Linked DNA regions of Sus scrofa: region 1 is linked to region 2. Evidence: chromatin contacts called from public HiChIP or PLAC-seq data. All regions are on one chromosome and are shown on one strand. Each heading gives the region's core, a stretch centred on a gene start, on an enhancer-like site or on the middle of the called end of the contact. The rest is flanking DNA. Distances are from core to core; before and after follow the strand shown. Region 1 holds the start of MAPKAP1 (target of rapamycin complex 2 subunit MAPKAP1). Region 2 holds the start of LOC106507123 (collagen alpha-2(I) chain-like).

Region 1 (6,370 bases), core at 633-3,132, 270 kb before region 2:
CCAGTGAGGTTAATTAGGACTTTGGTCACTTTCCATTTTACGATAAGGCAATTTAGAGATATGAAATCACAACACTTGTAAGTGGGAGTGTGGGTATTCACTCCTTAGAGCTTGTGGAGAGAAAGCTTTGAGGGCCGGTTGAGTTTTATATAAGCAAGCAGCTGTGCTTCAGACTGGAGTTCAAGAGACAAGTGAAAATGAAGATTCTTATTTATTTATTTATTTTTATCTTTTCTAGGGCCGCACCCAGAGCATATGGAGGTTCCCAGGCTAGGGGTCCAATCGGAGCTGTAGCCTCTGGCCTATGCCAGAGCCACAGCAACGCCAGATCTGAGACTTGCCTTCGACCTACACACCACAGCTCAAGGCAACACTGGATCCTTAACCCACTGAGTAAGGCCAGGAATCGAACCCGAAACCTCATGGTTCCTAGTCGGATTTGTTAACCACTGAGCCACGACAGGAACTCCCTGAAGATTCATATTTAGAAGGGGACAGATAACCTGGTGACCTCAGAAAATAAAATGTCCAACCTTGTTCACACCCTTTGCTTTGGCAGAGCACCTCCAACAGGTCACTGATGGAACTATGGTGGTATGTGTGCAGAACTATGGTGATAGTTGGGTGGTAAGATGCATTTTTCCCCTCCCTATGAGCTAAGAAATCAATCATATATTTGAATACATGGGGTGGATTCATGGTGTATTTATTGGTAATTTTAATATTGGGTAAGATCCCTCCTGGGCTGAAATTCAGCCTTGATTTTTTCCCTCCCCTTCCCTTTGCTAAGGTGTATTTTTGAGAGCCACAGTCCAGACTATCTGTCATTGCATTGCTTGAGTCCTTCCTCCCCCTTCACGGCAGCTTCCCCTACGGATTCCCCGAGGGAACGAGATTACCAATAATGAGCTTCTGTTTGGGGCGGGTCCCATATCTCCAGTAAACCTCCCTGCAGTTCTTGAGGAAGATAATTATCTCCATTTTACAGATAATAGAATAGTAACTAACATTTACTAAGTTAGTGTGTCAGGCACTGTGCTGAGTGGTTTTTTTTGTTTGTTTATTTTGTTTTTGGCCTTGTCTGGTCACGCCCCTCCCCCTGACCACCCTCCCCGCCCGATAGAAGTTCCTGGGTCAGGGATCTAACCCCAGAAGTATCTGGGACCTACGCCATAGTTTCTGCAATGCTTAATCCTTAACCCCTGCGTTGGGCTGAGAGTCGTCCCGGGCCTCAGCAGCAACCCAAGCTGCTGCAGAAATAGAGCTGGATCCTTGACCCGCTGCACCACAGTGGAAACTCCTGTGCTGTTTTTAAAGTATCATCTCAGAGTTCCCGTCGTGGCGCAGTGGTTAACAAATCCGACTAGGACCCATGAGGTTGCGGGTTCTATCCCTGGCCTTGCTCAGTGGGTTAAGGATCTGGCGTTGCCGTGAGCTGTGGTGTAGGTCGCAGACGCGGCTCGGATCCCACGTTGCTGTGGCTCTGCCGTTGGCCGGCGGCTACAGCTCCGATTAGACCCCTAGCCTGGGAATCTCCTTATGCCGCGGGAAGCGGCCCTAGAAAAAAGCAAAAGGACAAAAATAAAATAAAATAAAGCATCATCTCATTCACTCTCACAGCAGTACTCTAAAATCGGAACTACTGTATGCACCGGAAAACTTAGGGTCAGAGAGGGGAGTTGTCTCATTTTAGGATACACAGTAGGTTAGAGTTAGAATTTGAACCCATGTCTTCCTAACCCAGAGACTAAGAGGCCTCATCACTTTTTTCAGTATCAACTGAGGGCTTTTTTTTTCCCGTGGAAGCGGGGAGAAGGAAGGAAATTCGAAAAAGGCTGACGTTAATTTCTACCCAATGCAAACCGAGAAGTCGGCGTATCTCGCCAGACTGGCTGACAGCTAGTCTCTCAAACCTGAGATTTACCCGTGGCCAGGGAAGCGGTGCGCATGCGCACGGCCTCCCGTTCGGCCCCGCCCCCCGGGAGGGCTTCCCTCCTTGCTCTTGGCTCTGGGGCCTGCGCACTACGTCCCCAGCCAGGGGCTTCTTCCCGGTCGGGGACTTCCGGTGCGTGGGGTGCGGTTCCGGGTCGTGGCGGGGCTCCGGTCAACAGGACTGCTGCTCAGCCGGCCAGCGGCGGCGAGCGGCGGGGGCATGAGGGCTGGCCCGGAAAGCGGCTGCTGAGCCGGCTGGGAGGAGCGCCGGCCCCCGAGGATTCCGAGAGTGCGCTGCTCGGGCTGGGGCCGGGAGGCGCGGGGTGCCGGGCCCTCCCCTCAGGAACGTGTCCCGGGGCCGACCCGGCCCGTACGTAGTGTGGCAGCAGCTTCAGGTAAAGGTTACCCCAGCCGCTAGCTCCTTCGCTCCCTCGCCTGTCCGCCCACCCGAGCCACCTGGCGGCCCTCCTTACTCCTCGCGCTCGGCTCTGCCTAGTGGGCAGCCTGTCTGGCCCTTGCTCTGGTCTCCTGTGAGAATCCGTTTCCTGGGCTTTTCCAGAACTGGAGGCTGCTATGAACTTGACAGCTGGGTGTGTGATTTGGGGGAGGAGAAGCTAGTGGCCTGGTAGTATTGGGGTTTGGTAAGGGTACTGTTGACCCTGGCAGTTTCTGGCCCTACCCTCAGCAACGTCTTGGTGTCTTAATCTTCATAACGTGAAAAGCAAGTTTTTAAAGCACTGCCTGTGCAGTCTCTGTTACCTAGCGCCCCTGCTCTCCATTGCCCCAGAGGGGTAAACAGCCTTGCAGAACTGTTTTTTTTGGTCTAGCCTGAGTGCTGATGGAACTTTGATTCAGCTTTTTGTTTATGGGAGTGGCATAGAGTCTTCTAGATCTGTTGAAGGCTGGAAACAAAACAAAACAACTCTTCGTAGTTTAAACAAGAGCATTACTTTAACCAGACACCTAAAAGTTGACTCAGAGATTGGTTCAATTTTCATTCTAAATGAATGCAAGTGATTTTCGAAGCCTATCACAATACCTGGTACTGTTCAAAAGCATCATGTTATAAGCCAAAAGTAGTGAAGTTCACAACTTCCCTAGGTGTGAACAGTCAAATGGAGGCAGATGTTTAGGCATATCAGTTAAAACAAAGTCAACATTCTCATTCTATTCCAGCAAGCAGAAGGAGTGGATTCCTAATTTAAAACCGCAGGGAAAGGAGGCATCATGTTTTCTTTTTCATATTCTCTGAGCTCACACAAGATGATCTGTAATTGCTGAAACAGTTATTGATGAAGTATTGATATTGGGAGGACCCCTCGTGGCTCAGTAGTAACAAACCCGATAGGATCCATGAGGACACGGGTTTCATCCCTGGCCTCGCTCAGTGGGTTGAGGATCTTGTGCTTTGCGGTGAGCTGTAGCATAGGTGACAGACGCAGCTCGGATCCTTTGTTGTTGTGGCTCTGGCATAGGTTGGCAGCAAAAGCTCAGATTCATCCTCTAGCTTGGGAACTTCCATATGCCTTGGGTGTGGCCCTAAAAAAGCCAAAAAAAAAAAAAAAAAGGTATTGATACTTGTTTTCATCTTTTTCAGTTTTCGCTCTTGCAAGCTTGCTGGGGCCTGTGAGGCATGCTGGTAGCCCCTTTCCCATTCAGCTTTGTGCTCACACCTACCTTCTGCTGTGATGCAGAGCAGACTCACTTCTTCCACTGATCTGTCTCCTGCCTAACTTTCAGCTATGCTTCAAAAGCTGAAGCCCCACCCTGATCCTTTACTCTGGATAAGTAGGACCTCAAAATAGTCTTTGTTCTTTCCTTTGTTTGTTATTTTTTTTGTAGGACAGTCTCTCTGCCTAGATTTCTCCTTTATGTTTCCAGCTATTAAGATGTTATCCAGGGCCCAGCTGAAATTGGCCTTCCCTTAAACAATCCAGGACAGCCTTAGCTGGAAATGATTTGTTTTCTAGACTCCTATAAACGCTATTTTTTTTTTCTTTTTTTTTCTTTTTTTTTTTTTTGGGCTTTTTAGGGCTGCACCCTCGGCATATGGAGAATCCCTGGCTAGGGGTCCAGTCAGAGCTCAGAGCTGTAGCCGATGGCCTACACCACAGCCACGGCAGTGTCAGATCCCAGCCGTGTCTGTGACCTACACCACAGTTCAGCAACGCTGATCTTTAACCCACCGATTGAGGCCAGGGATGGAACCTGCGTCCTCATGGATGCTAGTCAGATTTGTTTCTGCTGAGCCACCAGTGGAACTAAACACTCATTATTATATCTACCATTATTTCACTTAGCAAACATTTACTGAGTATGAATATATACCAGATACCATGCTAGACAACATAGAGATAAATAAGACTCTGTCCTTGCCTGCTGAATTTAGTGAGAGAGATAAGGAAATAATTTTTTTTTAAGATTTTTATTTTTTCCATTATAGTTGATTTATGGTGTTCTGTCAATTTTTACTGTACAGCAAAGTCACTCAGTCATACGTATATATATTCTTTTTCTCACATTATCCTCCATCATGTTCCATCAGAAAGGAAATAATTCTAACATGGAGTGGTATGTACACTCAGAGTTCTTTTGTGATTGATCCAGTGTAGCACAAGAGGGGAGGTGGTCGTTCACTTTGGAGGAGTGTGCTACGGCCAGGTAATGCTTTGTAATGTGAGGTTAACTTAGGTTTATTATTTACTGTACTGGACATTATATTAGGTTTCTCTTGTTTAATCATTTTAACCTCAATTTACAGGTTAGGAAGGCCCAGGATAAATTACATATCTGGTATGAGAGCCAGGATTCAAACCCAGGTCTGTCTTATGCCTACATCTGTGCTTTTTCCATTATGTTTTTTTCCTTCTTTCTCACACTGTGGTTTTTCTATGCAGACACATACTGAAACAGCTGTGCAAGAGAAAAAACATGAACGTTCAAATGAATGGTACAGAAAGTCCTTTAAATGTAGAGAAGACCGTAATCTTCTAAGGCAAGAAGGTAGTAGGTGGTGGTGGGTCAGCTCGGTTTTGAATCTAAGTGGACCAGACATTCTGTAGAGAACAACCATGGACTCTGGATTCAATTCCTGGTCCCTCCTCTTAGTAGATATGTGACCTTGGGCAAGTTTCTTAATTCTTAGCATTATTTCCTTCAAGTATAGTTTGGGATAGGGGATGACATAGACTTTGTGGAGTGTTGTAAACTAATGTGGGTGAAGAGCTGGATATGTGACAGGGTCTCCTGAAATGATAGCTAAGATGCAAGGGGTAATGCCTGTGCCATGGTTTTGGAGTAGTGAGTAGACCAGCCTGAATAAAGCCAGCCATTGCTTCTTTTAGTGGAGACACTGGGAGGTAAAGTTGGAGGGTCAGTAGGGGGTCAAAATCAGGGCTTGTGTGTCAGGCAAGGCTTGTGTTCTAGTTCCTGCTCATAACCCTTTCTATTAATAAATACCTTGAAAACCTATGATTCATTCAGCAATGCCAGGGAGAATGTTAGACGCACAGATGCAAAGAGAAATATAACCAGATCCCCATCCTGTGGTTGTTGACATTTCCATGGGGAAGACACGTGTGTGCTCAGGTGAACTGTAGTAAAGCCTTGTGGGCACTAAGATAGCAGTTCCCCCAGGCTACTGTGGTGCATGGAGGAGGAAACACTGATAACGGGTGCTGGCTTTGTGTTAAATGCATCATCTCATTTATTCATCTATGGGGAGGTGTTATTAGCATCCTGATTTTATAGATGACAGAACCAGAGCTCAGAGGGGTTAAATACGTTCCTTGAATTGATGGACATGCTGGAGCTGTGAATAGAGGGGTTATCTGCCAAACTTCTGTATCTCCACTCTTCAGTACTGCACCTTGCTGTTTCTTCTTCGGGATGTGGATGGCTTCAGGGGCGAGCTAGCCCCTGAGCCCTGGCCTCAGTGTACCTGTCACTATGGGGGGCAGTACAGATGATGAGACATGAACATGACTTCTGCATTCAGGGAGCTCATCGCCTCATCTGTCACGTTAAATACACACGTACACACATACATTTTTTAGCAGGGCATTTGTTTTTCTTGTTGACACATAACTGAAGAAATCATAAACGGTTGCAGTTCAGTGGATTATACTTGGCTTCAGCTGAGAGAATTTGCTGTAAATCTGATATTCTGATGTATAGACTGTTGCTAAGGACGCGGCACTAGATGCCAGATTATTAGATGAGAAGGAATTCTGTCCCATTACATTTTTTTCTCCCATGGGAGATGCCCTGGACTTGTGTTTTCTGTGAATTTGAAGTATTTGAAAAGTTTTGACTCAGAGGTTAGCACATTTCAGCTTGTGTTAAATTTAAAATAATTGAGCCCTTGTATTTTAGTCATTGTTAAATGTTTTTGTACGCCTTATTTCCTTTGACCTTCATCATTCTGTGAGACAGATGG
Region 2 (6,470 bases), core at 3,283-5,782:
GCGGCACCAGGAGGCAGGTTCGATCCACAGTGGGTTAAAGGACCTGGCATTGCCGCAGCGGTGGCACAGGTCACAACTGTGGCTGCGATCGGCTCCTTGGCCCGGGAATGCCATACGCTGTGGGGTGGCCAAAAAGAAAGGAGATTTTGAGGCCCATATACCATAGCCCACATGTCCAAGGTAGACAGGCCGTGTTGGGCTCCCAATTCCCAGAGCCTGGTATGGATCAGAGCCAAAGGTTCACAGGGCTCCCCTAGGGCTGGGGGCCCCCACCCTGCTCCCCTACCAGCAGCGGTGCCTCCATCCACTCGGGTGTCCAAGCCAGAAACCTGGATGGACCCTCTTACCTGGTGGCCATCACTCCACAATCGATCCCTCAGCACACGTGTCACCCCAACATGACACACACCCCCAGTCCGACTGCTTCTCCCTGCCTCCCTGCCTCCTCCCTGGGCCCAGCACCCCCATCTCTCACCCCTCCATGACTCCCAACCAAATTTCCTCAACAGCCGGGATCTCGGATGCTAACAACAGAATCTTGTCTGTTACAGGTCTGGCCCCTTCTGGGTGCCAGGCACTGTGCTAACACTGTCATACCCACACCTCCCTGGGGTGTGGGGGGGACTTGTGTTCTCATCCTGTAGATTAGGAAGCCGAGGTGCAGAGCAGGTGGGGCCTGCCTGTGGGCGCACAGCTGGGGGAGTCCTGATTCCAAAGCCAAAGCCACTGGGTCCCCTCGCTGCTGTGCTCCAAGCCTGGCATTTAGGGGTCGCGAGAGCCCAGCACAGAAGAAGGATGGGGCGCAGCCAGAGGGAAGCTGAGCGGCGGGCAGGGCCCTGAGGGCAGGTGAGGGACTCAGGGCTTGATCCAGGGGCAACAGGGACTCCCCGGGGGATTTTAAGCTGGGGAGGTTCACGACCACATTTGCGTTTAAGGGCTGCCCGGCTGTTCTGTGTTGAGTTAATAAGAAACAAAGAAACTGAGGCTGTGAGGGCAGGAGGAGGCAGCCAGTGGCCAGAGACAGAGAAGGAGGAGGCAGAAACGACCAGAAGACTTCATGACGTGACCAGCCAGCATGGTCACTGGGGAGGGTCTGGTGGGGCTGGGGGTATCTGAGGCCCAGAGCTCTCTGCAGCTGCAGAGGCAGCTCCCCTGACCTGGGTCCAGCCAGCAGTTCCTCTGCCTCTTCCCCCTCTCCTGCTGGATCCTCCTGGGTTCTTTGTCCCCTTGTCCTTGGGAAACTGCTGCCCCAACCCTCGATCTGGAAAAGGCAGACGTAGGGATTCCCGGCCTCCACCGCTGCCGCCCCCCCTTCACTCCCGCAGCCCCTCATCACCACGCTGCCCAGGCCCCTGCCCTCCCTATTCAGGGAGCCTGGACCCACCCCCCACCCCCAGCCCCTCCCCTCTTCTGAGCCCTGGTCACCTATGCACCTGCTTCTCCCTTGATGCGATGCTCCCGGGACAGCCGGTCCTGCCCCTCCAGCCGGGCTGCTTTGACTCAGTCCTTTGCAGCTGCTTTGAGATGGGAACTACCTGCCCCTTTCTACGCACAGGAAACGAAGGCTCAGAGCGGGCTGTGACATGTCCAGAGTCACTCCAAGAAGAGCCGAAGAGATGAGGCCCTGAGGGCTGTCTGACTGGGACCTCAGCTCTTGTCCCTGCCCGACTGGCCTCCTGCCGGGAATGGCGCTCCACGCAGTGGTGGTGCATTGAGCCAACCTGTGCACAAAGAAGCAATGTTTGTATTTCTGGGCTGTTCAGGACTTTCCCAATTGCAGGAAAGCAAAAATGCAAAACATCTAAAGTCAACAAGGGGTTTGGGTTCAAACGTCAAGGAAAGGAAAGGTCGTAACAGTTTCTGCAGCCCATCCAGCAGGAAAGCCTCTGGCCAGGAGAGGGTCCCATGCCCATCTCTGAATCAGATGGACAACTCTGATTGGTCAGGCCAGGATGGGGTTTTCTTCCCTGTACTCCATAGCGGGTGCTGGGTTTGATGCCAGAAGGGAAGGGGGAAATACTGTGGGACCACAAAATCAGGCTACCACAAGGGCTATTTCACAGAGAGGTTAAGCAACCCTCCCCAATCACACAGCATGCCCCATCCCTTGTTCTGAACCAGTGTGTGCGTGCATGTGTGCGTGTGTGTGTCTGTGTGTATTGGGATGGGGGCAGGGCATGCTGGGTGGGGAAGTGGGTGGGGATGATTCTTCTGGTCCCTGGGAGAAAAAGTCTAAACTTCCTTTTTTTTTTTTTCTGGCACCAATGTCCTCCAAATCCTGGCTCCTGAAAGGCCATCCCACTTTCCACTTCTTCCTCTGACCGCATCCCTCCCACATGTGCAGCCACCAAAACACGTCCTATCTGCTCTGCTGGACTAGATACACCTGACCAGGGCGGGGCTTCCTTCATCTCTAAACTCTTTCCCACCCCCACCCTCCCAGGGCAGAGCCAGGCTCAGGGCAACTGCTTCTTAAAAGGATCTGTGCAGATTCTGGAAATGAGCTGGGAAGGACCTAAAGTCCCAGGGCTTAAAAACCTTGGGACAGGAGTTCCCGTCGTGGCTCAGCAGAAACGAATCTGACAGGCATCCATGAGGTTGCAGGTTCGATCCCTGGCCTCGCTCAGTGGGTTAAGGATCCAGCGTTACCGTGAGCTGTGGTGTGGGTCATAGATGCGGCTCAGATGCTGCTTTGCTGTGGCTGTGGCGTAGGCCAGTGGCTACAGCGTCTATTTAACCCCTAGCCTGGGAACTTCCAGATGCCATGGCTGCAGCTATAAGAAAGACCCAAAAAACAAACAAACAAAAAAAAAACCCCTCAGGACAGAGATGGCTCACCACGTCCAAGGCCCTCTCTTGTTTTTTTGTTTTGTTTTCTTTTTAGGGCCGCACCTGCGGCATATGGAGGTTCCCAGGCTTGGCGTTGAACTGAGCTGCAGCTGTTGCCAGATCTTTAACCCACTGAGCTAGGCGGCAGATGGAACTCACATCCTCATGGATACTAGTCGTGTTCTTAATCTGCAGATCCACAGCGGGAACTCTCCTGTTGCTGGTTTGGGGCAAATCCATCCCACTCCTAACCTTCCAGTCGGCCCCAGGGCATCGCTGTGTGAGGCTTGGAGTGGTGGGGGGGGTAGCACTGGGGAGGCGGGGGGCTTGGAGTCAAGGAAGCCCTGGAGATCAAAAGGTTTCTCCAGGGAGTTCCCCTCATGGCTCCATAGTAAGGAACCGGACTAGTACCCATAAGGACGTGGGTTCAATCCCTGGCCTCTCTCTCAGTGGTTTAAGAACCTGGTGTTGCCTGTGAGCTGTGTGGTGTAGGTCACAGATGCAGTTCGGATGGCACGTTGCTGTGGCTGTGGCATAGGCCGGCAGCTGTAGCTCCGATACCCCTAGCCTGGGAAGTTCCATGTGCCGGGGGTGCAGCCCTAAAAAGCAAAACCCAAAAAAATTCCGACAATAACACTACGCCCCCCCCCGCCCCTGCCCGCCCCCCCCCCCCCGCGCGCGCGCAAGGCTCTGCATCCTTCCAGCAGAGCTCCTGACCTACTCCATTCAAGTCTTGCCCCCGGGGAAGGAGCCACGGCATCTGGAGGTGGGAGGGGGAGGAAGCGACGCCCCCCCTCTTCATCGGCCAGCCCTTGTCAACCCTCGGCCTGGGACCCGCTGCTCACCCCGCTGCTCACCCCACCAGGCCCGCAGGGAGGACGGGCGGAAACAAAGGAAGCGTCCGCAGGGAACCCCGCGCACTCGCTCACAGCCCGGTCACGGGCCTGTTCCCCGCCCGGGCCACAGCCACACGCGGTGGACCCGCACAAGGTGACACCCAGTTCCGCGGTCACGCAGAGCGGGGTACACGCGGCGGGAAAGCCCGGGGGGCAGAGGCCGGCGTTTCTGGAGCCTTCGTCGCCGAGGCCCTGCGGAGGGACTGTGTACCGGGAGAGGAGCGGGTCCGGCCGCCCGAGGGTCGGAGGGTCTGCTGCCCGCGCGTCCATCCGGGCCTCGGCCTCTGTCGGCCGGGGTGCGACCGAAGCGCCCCAAACACCCGCGAGGATCTCCGTGGCCCGGCGGCCCGACGGCGGCGGTGCGGGCACGCGGCCCGAGATGGGCCCAGAGGCCCGCGCCCTCCCGCTCCGCGCCGCCCCTCGGCTGGACAGGGAGCCGCCAGGGAGGCCCAACCGCGGCCTCGTGGCGCCACCTGCGGTCCGCACTGCGCGGGCTTCGGCCCGGGCGCCGAGGGGCGCCGAGGTGGGTGTCTCCTCCTCTCCCGGGCGCGCGTGGGGGCTACTGTCGCGGCGACATCCTTTAGGTCCCGTCGCCCCTCCCGGAGCGGCCGGATGGAAAGGGCGGGAGGTGCCACCGCGCGCGGGTCCCGGGAGCCCGGCCAGAGCCCCGTGGCTGCGACCTCCCAGGCCCGCCCTGCCCGCGGCCCCCACCAGAGGTTGCGTCCTCATTTGACGGAGGGGGAAACCGAGGCTCGGCCCGCAGCCGGGAAGGAGGGAAACCAAGTCGGGACCTTGACTCCGGGGCATGTAGAAGGGGGACCCCTGAACCCCGCCTGCCACCTCCCAGGCCACTGAGCATGCTGGTTCCCTCCCGGCATCGCCAGCCACATCAGCGATGAGGCTGCAGCCCCCAGCCCTCCTCTGAGCCCCCACCCACACCGCACCGTCTGTCCTCAGGAACTGCTCCCACCCATTTAACACTGCCCTGGAGTCTTAGAAACATCACACCAGGAAAAAGCCCCTCGGAGACCCAGCCTCATTGCCCACCTTGGGCTCCAGAAACCAAGACCCATGCAGACCCCTTCGCTCTGACCTGGTCTCTTTGAGTCAGCCTGGTTGTCTGTGTCGAATGAGAGGCTTTAGAACCCCTCTACCACATCCTACTGTGCCAGTGGGATCATCACACCTGACGGTTTTTGCACCCAGAAGCGTTTTGAGGCCCTGTTCACCTCTCCTCTAATCCTCAGAGCCCTCATCTCAGCTCTGATTTCTAGGTGCCATTGTCTGTGCCAGTATCTGTCTCCTCCACTTTATCCCTCCTCCCAGATGGAGAGGTCCAGCTGAACTGATCCTGCAGAGTGGGGACTGCAGGCCTGAAGCACAGCTGGGTCAGATCCTGGAACCTGAACTCTTTTCCTGCCTGGGGTATTGAGCAGCCTAGACCACAGCTGCTCTGTGTGATCCTGAGCAAGACCCTGAATCTCAGGTCAGGAGGCTTGCCGGAGCTCTCAGGCAGGTGAGTGGCAGAGCTGAGGTTCCAGCCCCAACTTGAGACTCACTTCAGAGCTCCTGCTGGCCCGGTCTACAGCCACCATGTGGAATCCAGGCTGAGCTGGGCATCCGCACTGGCCTTTCCGTGTGAAAGCCCTGGGGAGTGGCCACTCCCTCGCACATACATCCCAAAAGTCACAATCGCATTGGTTACATGGTGTAAGGCTCTAGCCCAAGCCTGGTCCTCAGAGTTCCCAAGTGTCAGATGCTGCCAGGCTGACCCTCCCATTTTACAGACGGGCTAACTGAGTCCACAGAGATACAGGGTCTTGCTCAGGATCACACAGAGCAGCTGTGGTCTAGACTGCTCAATACCCCAGGCAAGAAAAGAGTTCAGGTTTCAGGATCTGAGCCAGCTGTGCTTCAGGCCTGCAGTCCCCACTCTGCAGGATCAGTTCAGCTGGACTTCTCCATCTGGGAGGAGGGATAAAGTGGAGGAGACAGATACTGGCACAGACAAGGGCACCTAGAAATCAGAGCTGAGATGAGGGCTCGGCTGGGGCTTGGGGAAGAAAAGACTGGGCATGGGAGGGGTCAGTCAGGAAGGATTCCCAAGGAAGTGACATCAAGTGGGCTTTAAAGGGTGCATAGGAGTTTGCCAGTGGAAGGTAGACAGGATATTTCAGGCTTAGAAGCTTGAGGGAACTCGGCTAGTTCCCTTCTATACCTTGGTAGTTAAGGGAATGGGCTTGGGCGCTTGACAAGCCTGGGCTGGAGTCCCAGCCCTGCTGTGTGACTTCTGGCAGGTGACTTAACCCTTCTGAGCCTCTCTTCCCTCAGCTATAAAAGGAGAGCAATGATGATCTCCTCAGACATGGGCGGTTGCAGGGTTAACAGGGGGTGGGATGCATAAGATGGGACGCACAGGGGCCTGGCAGGGAGACTAGAGACCACTGAAGGGAGCAGTTGAAAAGACTGCCGTGGCGGCGGAGGTCATTGGAAGGCACACAGACTGAGAGGGACCTTGAATGCTAAGCTGAGGAACTGGCTTCATTCTGAGCTCAGTGGGGAGACCTGAAAGGGCTTTGAGTCAAGGAGTCACAAACGGGATTTGTGTTGATTGATTTATTCATTCATTTATTTATTTATTGCTTTTTAGGGCCGCACTCGCGGCATATGGAAGTTCCCAGGCTAGGGGTCGCATCAGAGCTGTTAGCTGCCAGCCTACACTACAGCCACAGCAGTACAGGATCC

The links. HiChIP or PLAC-seq counts read pairs in DNA pulled down with a chosen protein or histone mark.
Region 1: an H3K27ac HiChIP or PLAC-seq map of skeletal muscle shows a contact between it and region 2, with 4 times the contacts expected there. The contact joins the promoter of MAPKAP1 here to the promoter of LOC106507123 in region 2. A contact is called at or near these places in 1 of 5 promoter capture datasets (liver) and 1 of 2 datasets of contacts at active chromatin or transcription factors (skeletal muscle).

The regions. Positions count from the first base shown.
Region 1 is chr1:266,341,896-266,348,265 of Sscrofa11.1, reverse strand. MAPKAP1 (target of rapamycin complex 2 subunit MAPKAP1) reads left to right here and starts at 1,882. Exons shown (of 11, transcript XM_021068873.1): 1 at 1,882-2,327.
Region 2 is chr1:266,072,749-266,079,218 of Sscrofa11.1, reverse strand. LOC106507123 (collagen alpha-2(I) chain-like) reads right to left here and starts at 4,532. Exons shown (of 4, transcript XM_021085471.1): 1 at 4,212-4,532; 2 at 3,937-4,149; 3 at 1,434-1,721; 4 at 1-1,261. The coding sequence starts at 4,532. The coding sequence ends at 503.